2 separate regions of the Mus musculus genome follow, and region 2 is linked to region 1. The links are chromatin contacts, called in public HiChIP or PLAC-seq maps. All regions are on one chromosome and are shown on one strand. Each heading gives the region's core, a stretch centred on a gene start, on an enhancer-like site or on the middle of the called end of the contact. The rest is flanking DNA. Distances are from core to core; before and after follow the strand shown.

Region 1 (4,791 bases), core at 1,566-4,065:
AGTGGAAACTTTTGATACAATAGAATACTTAGCTTCCTTACCGCTTTTCAATTTCTTCATCCAGTTTTTGGAGTATATTCAGTATGAAAGGATTAGTTTTCCGTATGTTTTCTGAACATAAGTAACAGTACTGGGCCTGGAGCTTCTCCATCGACTCTGGAGCTTTGGAAACATAAATGCATCATTCATCATCAGGTACCAAATGATCCCCAAAGCTTCAGCAACAACTAAGCTTCCTTCAAAGAAACGAGTGTGCATGCGTGTGTATGTGTAGCAAGGGAGAGGAAGGAAGGAAAGGAGAGAGAACTAAGGGTGGGGCTGGACAGCTATAAATATAACCAGAGACAGTGGGCAGACTGTGACTCCAACCAGCATCCTATCTGAAAGAGAACAACTAACCTCTATCATGTGTTGGGCTTGGTAGTGGAGAAAAAGATATCCAGAGAAATTACTCTGGGCAAAATCAAACTGACTCTAAAGCCTGCATGTGCCCCATTGGGTTCCAAAGACGGGGCAACAATCTAACTCCAGAAGGACCCGAGAAATTAGCCCACTTGGATTGGATACCTTGACACCAAACCACTTTGATAGCATCTTCACAGCAGATTGAGGTCTAGCTCTCAGAAGCATTTCCCCTACCTAGGCCCTCTTCCATCTCCTCGTTCTAAGTCTTTACTTCCTGTGTGTGGTGGAAATCCAGGGATTGTGCATGTGGAAGCCAGAGGTTGCTATCAAGTGTCATTGTCCTCTGTTCTCTGCCCTATTGTTTGAAATGTCACTGAACCACTATTACAGACACTGTTTAGGCTTAGATTGGCTGGCTCCAGAGCCCTTGAGAGCCACCCATCTCCAACCCCAAACGCTAGGGCTTCAGACATACACTCCTGAAGCCTGGCTGTTATATGAGAGCTAGGGATCAAAACTCACACCCCCATACTTGTGCTTCACCCGGTTCAGCCATCACCCCACCCCCACCTATGTTTTGCTTTTAATAAAAATAAACAAATAGGAGCTGAGGTCTCTGTTACGCAGCAGCTTTCCTAGTAGTTCCACTACTTTAAACTGTTACCTTTCCTTTCTTTTCTTCTTCTAAACACAGGGTCTCGCTGTGTTCTTCAGAATGGCCTTGAACTCACAGTCATCCTTCCCCGGCTACACAGGTATCGGGGATCACAGGTGTGTGCTAGCACACCTGGCTCCAATATTACTTTAAAGACATTTCTTGTGAACTCTGGGTCCTCCATAATGGAAGCCATGTTCTTACTCTTGTAAAACACTCATGCTACTGGCTTGATTATTCTACTTTCTGTGTACATGTATTTCAGAATACACTCTGCCACCTCACACTTTAAGTAGCCTGGCTTCTTAGATGCCAGCTGCTTCTCTAAATTTCTATATTTTAAAAGCATCCACTGCTGAGTGGCCATCTACACTCTAAGAGTTTACCACTCAAAGCTGCAGACCAAGACCTAAGATCTGCTATATTTAAGCTGAAAGGAAATGAACTTTTCTTATAATTTTTAAAATAGTTATTTTAAGTTTATTTGTGTTTGTATGTGTGTGAGAGAGATACACCAGGACTTAGGATATTTATAATATTTAGGTTCTGCTGAGCTTCGGAAGGGGGGATGGGACCTGAATGCCCCATTCTGAGATGTCTGTGGCACTTAGGGAAGGAACATCAACTAAGTGCAGTATTAGCATCCTGGAAACAGATGCTCCTGTGGTTTCTAAACAAAAGCCAGAGCTGGGCGCCTTTCTACTGGCGCCCTTCCTGCCTCAGGCTACTAACTTCTTGGGGGTGGAACACCAGCACTAATGGTGTCTGCCCTTCTAGGGGTCAAAAGCAAAGGCAGGACTTGAGTCTCTCCACGCTGTTTTCTTCAGAGGCCCCGTGACTGAGAAGGCAGCAGTCACACCCATGGGTGGAGGACAAAAGCATACAGTCTTTCCGCAGCCCCGTCCTCCTCTTCCATCAGGCTCCAGGTCAAACTAGCAGTGTCGGTGTTCCCTCCTTTATCATCTTATTTCCCTTATTAATGTCTCTCTGGGCAGTCTCTCCGGCCCCCACAACACACACTTTAAAACAATAGTCTAAAAGTAGTGGCAGGAACTCTGGTTTCTCACAACTGCCCAACAACTCCTGAATATATCCCCAGTCTTATGTTTAATTCGTTAAATTCATGGATGCACTCAAAGTGCACATGGAATTATATATATGAATGGAAATGTCACAATGAAATCCCTTCTTCTATATGATATTTAAAAAAAAATAAGATAAAGTGATTAAAAGAAACTGTGGGTAGTCTAGAAGTGGGAACTCAGAAAAACTCTGAGGAGCTTCTTGCTTATCTGAGGTATTTTCCCGTAACTTCCACAAATTCAGGGGCGCAGAGCCTCCCCTCCCCGCGGCATACCTCCCCCAGACCCTCCTCAAAAAGCAGGAGGGAGGCCAGAGCAAAGCCACTCTCCTCACGAAGACAGGGGACCAGCGTTGGTCAAGGGCGCCTCCATACCTGGGGCTTCTGCAGGCGGGATCCGCTGCCCTTTCCTTCGCCTAGAGCCCGGTGCCCCTTACCCAGCTCGCTTTGCGGACCTCGACCTCTAAAGAGGAAGGCCGCCGTGGCTGAGCTTTTTCAACAGTCTGCCCCTGCTCAGTCCTCACAGGGCTCGGCCCACTACGAGTCCAGTAACCAGAGTCGCTCCCATGGCAACCACAGAAGCTTCCTTTTGGAGAAAGAGGGAAGAGGCGGGGCCACCGTTAAGAGGGCGGGGTACTCTATAACCTCGAGGCCTGAAGTGGGAGGCAGTGATCATCACTTTAAGCCTATCCGCTCTAGGTTACACATTCTGATGGTGGAGCTTCGAGGGTTTAGGAGCCTCATCTGCTGGGCTAGGGACTAGGACTACAAACCCTGGTGACCCAGCCTGTCTCACCTTTTCCGAAGGGCTAAGCTCGGAATCTAATGGTAGAACCTCCAAGTGTGTAGTAGTTTAAAGGATTTTTTTTTTGAAGGGGTAGAGCCCCCTGGAAGAGTTTCCTTGAGAAGGCGACTTCCAGACTAATCTGAGATGGCCTATCCCAGTGCCAAGCTGCAGATGCACAGGTACAGTCAGTACTCAAGAGTATGGAGGCAGGCAAGGTCGTATCCATGTGGAGTCTTCGCATCTTCTTTGTAGTAAGGCTGTGAAGGAATGGGGCAGGATGTTCGGGACCCTTGGATGCTCGGTTGTAGACCCACCGATGATGAATCTAGTCTGGAAGTGGGGTCTGAAATAGTCACAGAAATCTAGGAGAGGTGATAAGTTAAAAGTGAATAACTAAATATGTAAGTCCTTGCCACATAGGCAATTTCCATCCCTCTGCCTCTACTACCAGGAAAGCCCGGGCAAGGCCGAAGTTCTGGGTGGGTACAGGAATTGAGTTTCAAGGTCCTTTCTCCACAGGTAGCATGCTAAAGTGCAGAAATATGTGCATTTACCCCTTGAGTTTCCAGGAAAGTCCCTAAGTTAGCCTCTGCCCCTTTCTGTCTCAGATTCTTTTGAATTAAGAAGGTAGAAGAAAGGAAAGGTTGGAGATGCTGTACCAGTGGGGTGGGAGGGGGAAAGGGGAGGGGGAAGGGGCAGGGGAGGGGTGGAGTGGGGTGTGCTCTGCCTCTGGAGCAAGCAGTACAGCAACTGACTGAGACCAGGATTCTTCTTAGTCCTACCTGCACCATCCCCAAAGGGCTCTTATCGATCAAATATCTAATGGAACCCTGGCTGGTGGGAAAACTCACCCTGCACTTGCGAGTACTCCAGACTAGAGGAGTTGCCCCTCTTGACAACCACGGAACTATTAAAAATTGTTCTCTTTGGTTGGGTTCTCCTGTCCCAGGCATGGTTGGTTTGTTCAGTTAGCTTTTTGTTTGCCTATGGAAGGCTGGCTTCTCTGCCTACCCAGCCTCACCAGACATGACCTTCCACCGGTCTTTTATATACATAGAGAAAAGTGGTTGCTGATCATTAATTTTCATCTCTGATAACTTTATATATAATATATATTATGTATGATATAATTTTTCTCAATGTCTTCTGGGGGTGATGGCAAGAGCTATGACCTTTTGGAACCTTCTAGAACTCATCTGAAACTAAATCAAAATAAGCATCTTAAAAAGTTATTTGTTTTTGTTTTTCTATTGTTTATAAGACGGGGGTCTCACTGTGTATCTCAGGCTGTCCTGGAACTCACTGTGTAGACCAGGTTGGTCTCGAACTCACAAAGACCTACTTGTCTTTGCCTCTCCAGTGTTGGGAACAAGGTGTACAACACTATGTATGCTCATCTGTGAAAAAACAATTATGCAATTTTGGGGGTGAGCTGGCTGGGAGTCCAGGAGCTCCCGAGGACAGGTGAAGGCATGGGATCCTCCTGGAGCCAGAGTTACAGGCAGTTGTGAGCCTCCAGATTTGGGTGTTGGGGTCCCCAACTGGGTTCCTATGCAAGAGCAATAAGTGCTTTTAAAGTATTTTTAAAGGCATTTTTAAGCCTCTAATCAAGCAAGTTTTTGAAGCTGAAATGAGGCCATCTGTGTGTTAACACATGTGCACAAACTTCCTAGAAAGAGTTGCTTACCCTTTAACTCTCAGCCTGACATGATTTTTTTTAGAAAAAAAAAAATCTAAATTTTATGTTGCAGAATAATTTCAGTCATTTAACCTTTGCGCTCCCCTCCCCCCACCTCCCAATCCCCCCTTTCACGGTATTTCAGATTTGACATAATTGACACCTTCAAAACCCTGACCAAGGAA
Region 2 (4,791 bases), core at 1,398-3,897, 2.1 Mb after region 1:
AGAGTCAGGTAAAAGTCCACACACCTACCGACATCTGATTTTAACAGAACAGTATACATAGGAGAAAGACAGTATCTTCAACAAACTGGATAGCTGCATGGAGAAGAATGCAAACAGATCCTTGCACAAAACTCAACTCCAGCTAGATCAAAGGCCTCAACAAAGGACCAAAATGGCTGAACCTGATAGAAGAGAAAGCAGGGGATAGACTTGAACTCATTGGCACAGGAAAGGACTTTCTGGATGGAACAGTTAGCACAGGTGCTAATGTAAAGCCCAGCCAAATTTGTGTTTAGGAAGCTCCAGGGGCTAAACTCCAGTTCCAGGAGGAACACCACAAAGTCAACATGAGCAAACATCCTATGGCAGCATCTCCCCACCCGCAACCCCTTAGCAGCAGCCAGTCAGGCTACAACAGCAGGGTCAAGATACATCTAGATAACCTAAGACATCCTGCAGAACATAGATAACCTAGCCAGCCTGTTTGTCAGGTGGTTTTGCCCCCATGTTTGATTCCTGCAGATTATGCCAGAAATGTAGTTTTTAAAATATTTACTTGCTGGCTCATATGGAAATTCCCCAAGCTGGCTATAACCACAATAAGTACCCTGTACCCCAAGACTCAAGGCTGTCACTTCAAGCTCGGAATAAAAGCCCTTAAGTGTTTGCATGGGAATTGGCTCCTTGGTGGTCTTTGGGGTCCCTGCGACTTGGACATAACACTAACACCAACAATTAATAAAGAGGACCTTATGAAGTTAAGAAAGTTCTACACAGCAAAGAACACCATCAATAAAGCAAAGAAGCAGCCTACAAAGTGGAAAAAAAGTTTGCCAATTATAAATCTGCTAAAGGGTTAGTATCTAAATATATCTATATATCTATATCTATATATACCCCAAAGCCCACTACTATTACTTTGCTACAGGAACATAGCCATAAAATGACTCTTAATGACATATTGCTATATCCATAGACTAATGAATTACTCAACCCTCATCAGAGATGCACCATATTTTAATGGATGGTAATTAACACAGAGACCCACAAGTGGACAATGTGCAGAGTAAAAGACTGAAACACCCAGTCCTAGTAGGAGGCCTTTATCAAATCTTTCCCTTCAAGGCTCAGTAATCTTTGTGGAAGAGGAGGCAGCAAGATTGTAAGAGTCAGGGGTGGTGGATGACTCCAAGGAAACAGCGTCTTCCAGACACAACTGGACTGATACATGTATGCACTCACAGAGGTACATGTATGAACTTACAGAGACCGAGACAGCATGCATAAGACCCACACAGGCTCAAACCAGATAGTCCCAGCCCTGAGAAGGGAAAAAGAGCATGAAGCCCCAGCCCTGACTATCACCGGACTGTCTTGGATCTGCCAGTTCCTGAATAATGACCCAGAGAGTTACTATTATTTATAAAAGCTTGGGCACTATAGCTGAGCACCTCCCAGCTAGCTCTAACCTGGCTAATTCTAGTTCACATCCTTCCATGTGGCCCGTTACCTTTCATTCCTTCTGGGTACCTGTTCTCTATACCACCATGTCACCTGGTAAATTCCTGCCTCTGATTCTTCTCCAGAGACCCTCTCTGCCCGGAAATCTCACCTTTCCTCTTCTGTCTCAGCTATTGTCAGTCAGATTGTTATTAAACCAACCAGATGGTGAGAGCGGTGCGCGTTTACAAAACACCGAGGCAGGTGATGATCCATAAATACAACAATACCCAAGGCCAGTCAGTACTCAACCTTCTGCAGTGCAGAAATCAACGTTTGAATGAAAGACAACCTTTACATAGTGCACAAAAAGATTACCCCAACACCTGACCTAGAAGCTGTTTGCAATCCTTGCCTGCTGGGAAAGGGAAGATCGGTTTTCACCAATGAAATGTATATTAAGCACACTCGAAGGCAGGCCTCACACCCAGGAGTTCTTGGCAAACACAAAACAGATTCCCTGTTTATTCCTGGGCCTTTTGTTTCATGTTTGGCTCGTTTTTGTCGTCTTACTGTTTTTGTTTGTTTCTGTTTTTTTGCAAAGAGAGTGAGAGCAAGAAGTTGGACTGGGTAGGGAGGTGGTAAAAATCTTGGAGGAGTTAGGGGAGGGGAAAGAATATAATAAAACACATTGTGTGAAAACAATTAATTTTAATTTTTTAAGATTCATTTATTATTATATCTAAGTACACTGTAGCTGTCTTCAGACGCACCAGAAGAAGGCATCAGATTTCATTACAGATGGTTGTGAGCCACCATGTGGTTGCTGGGATTTGAATTCAGGACCTTCAGAAGAGCAGTCAGTGCTCTTACCAGCTGAGCCATCTCTCTAGCCCCCTAATTTTAATTTTTTACATGCATTACATCCCAACCACAATTTCCCCTCCCTCTGCAAATCCCAGTTCTTTCATACCTCTCCTCCTCTCACCTCCATTTCCCTTATTTTTTTTTAAAGGCCTCCCAGGGATATTAACTGAATAAACCATAGCATAATAATAAGATAAGGTACAAACCCTCATATCAAGGCTGGAAAAGGCTACTTTTTGCTCACAGGCGATTCTGCTAGGCTCTTCCCAGGGACCTGGCAACAGCTTGTGTCATTATCTGCTGCCATTGCTGACTGCCACCAAGTGTGAGCCGGGTGCAGCAGAGTGTAAAAGGACTGCTCTTTACCCTAGCCCCACCTCTCCCTAGCCCCACCTCTCCCTAGCCCCACCTCTCTCCTAAGAAAGTGTTGTAGGGCCTACGAAGGTGTTTTAAGGTTGGCAGACGCAGCACATGAAAGGTTAAACGGTGATAAGAAAATGATTTAAGATCTATAAAAGGAGCAAAAGTGCTTCAGATTTCCTCCCCTCGAAGTGCTAACGTTACTTTAGGACTCCGAAAGTTCAGGGCTCTAACATCGATGAATGGAGTTCTTATGAATTAGTAGTCTAACACTGGCAAAACATTCCACTATACAATCAACTATCATAGCCACAAGTTCAAGATTTTAAGTTTCCTTTGGTTGTCATTTAAGTATAGACGTAAAGATGTTTCTCATTATGCTCAATTTATGTATAGCCAGTCTTCTGAACAGAGGCTAGAAGTCCCTCTTGACCCTTCTGCTTCACAGAAGGGGTTTTTGTCTTCCCTAAGCTCACCTTAAAGACTGTTCATGCTTTTAACAAATTTATCTCTTATTGTAAATATAAGAAGATTCTTATAAACCTCGGGAAACCTACTCAGACCCATTTCATGGGTGAAACAGACTATCTGGATAGGCACTCCTGTCAACCAATAGCCTAAGTTTGCCACTAGTAGCCTATTTCAGAGGGTGGGATTGTCGCATACGCTTTTGACCAGCAAGAACGACAGGACCACCAGTTCTTCTAACAGCAGTTTACTCAGCAAGCTTCAGTCTTCATCTCTCTCGCTTCATCTTTTTCTCCCCCCGAACCCTGGGCCTCTCACTCTTATATACTCTCAGCCCCCCTCCACTCACGGCAGGCAACATCACCTCACCAGGCACGCAGCTTCAGCCAATCAGGGCGGCAGGGGCGCGTCTCCACCAAATTTGGACTTGTTTACACCACCAGCATCATGGTGCTCTTGCACAGCTCTCACGATGGTCGTGGCGTATTTTCAGGTGTATGAGGAAGTCAGGTGCAAGTCATAAGACTTAGCTGCAGTCCCGGGTGCCATCTTGGGACTGCTGCCACACCCGCTCCTCACAGAGGATTCCTATCCATTCCCTGGTTTTGGGACTCCCCTCCCCCAACTACTAAGACCATGGGCCTAAAGTTTTCAAATGTACACCTAACAAGTCCAGGTGTTTAATCACAATCTGCATCCAGGATAGCTACGTACTCCAGCCTAGCCTCACAGACTGCTCCAACTGGGCCTGTAGTTGCCTAGCCACAGATGGTTCCACAAATCCTGGACAGCAGTGAAACAGCCAGCTCTCCCATGACCTGACCAGTTTCCCAATTCTCTTAGGGTCCCCAAAGAAAGAATGTCACCACAAATTCAGCAGGAAGGAGTTTAAATAACCCCAACCTGCTCCATCACTACCCCTTCCTAGTTCCTCATTTTTAATTGAGAAAATAAGGAGGAATATTGGGTTATAGGTAGTTCTACCAGGCTCCTCCCAGGGACCTAGCAATAGCTTGCATCAATACCTGCCACCATCGCCTGGTACGAGCCAGGCATGGCAGCAATAGTAACATACAAAAGGACTGCTCACTACCCCAGCCCCATCCTCTCTCCATCCCTCTCTCTCTCATACTCTCGGTTTCCATGTGTTCTCAGCTAGCCTCTCTTCTCTTTCTGTTCTCTGTCCTCCCCACTTCTCTGCCCTCATCTGTCTGCCTCTACCCTTCTCCAGCTCCTCACTCCCCTCTTCCTTCAAATAAATTTTTATACCAGGTCATGTATGGTGCGATTTCTCAGGGGGACACCTTGGCAAGGGCTCCCCAGGTACACCCTTACCCCCACCTACCTCTGCATTATATTTCATAACAGCTACCCAGTAGAAGTAAAAGGGTCCAAAGTTCAGGCAGAAAAGTCAAAGACAGCCCCCATTCCCACTGTTCGGAGTCCTACAAGAACACAGAGCCACACAACCACAACATACATAGAGAGGACTTGCTCGTATCCATATAGGCTCTGTGATTGTCACTTCAGACTCTGGGAACCCCATGAGCCCTGCTTAGTTAACTCTGTGGATCACATTCTCATGGTGTCTTCTACCCTATTGACTGTAAGAATTCTTCCTTACACTCTTCTGTAGGGATCCCCTGGTTTTGCTTG

Evidence for each region. HiChIP or PLAC-seq counts read pairs in DNA pulled down with a chosen protein or histone mark.
Region 2: an H3K27ac HiChIP or PLAC-seq map of embryonic stem cells shows a contact between it and region 1, with 7 read pairs. The contact joins the enhancer-like site here to the promoter of Lrriq4 in region 1. A contact is called at or near these places in 5 of 39 promoter capture datasets (the C10 cell line, liver, neutrophils and 1 more) and 1 of 115 datasets of contacts at active chromatin or transcription factors (embryonic stem cells).

What each region holds. Positions count from the first base shown.
Region 1 is chr3:30,645,154-30,649,944 of GRCm38.p6, forward strand. Lrriq4 (leucine-rich repeats and IQ motif containing 4) reads left to right here and starts at 2,816. Exons shown (of 6, transcript NM_001290510.2): 1 at 2,816-3,107; 2 at 4,752-4,791. The coding sequence starts at 3,073. Lrrc34 (leucine rich repeat containing 34) reads right to left here and starts at 2,665. Exons shown (of 11, transcript NM_027941.1): 1 at 2,517-2,665; 2 at 42-162. The coding sequence starts at 151.
Region 2 is chr3:32,761,429-32,766,219 of GRCm38.p6, forward strand. No RefSeq gene overlaps it. Among named protein-coding and RNA genes, the nearest start is that of Ndufb5, 27 kb to the left of the region's middle. Within about 2 kb of position 2,648, at least 9 of the 459 cell types and tissues checked have an H3K27ac peak or open chromatin away from gene starts, as enhancers often do. A contact at or near this core is called in embryonic stem cells, where this site is marked.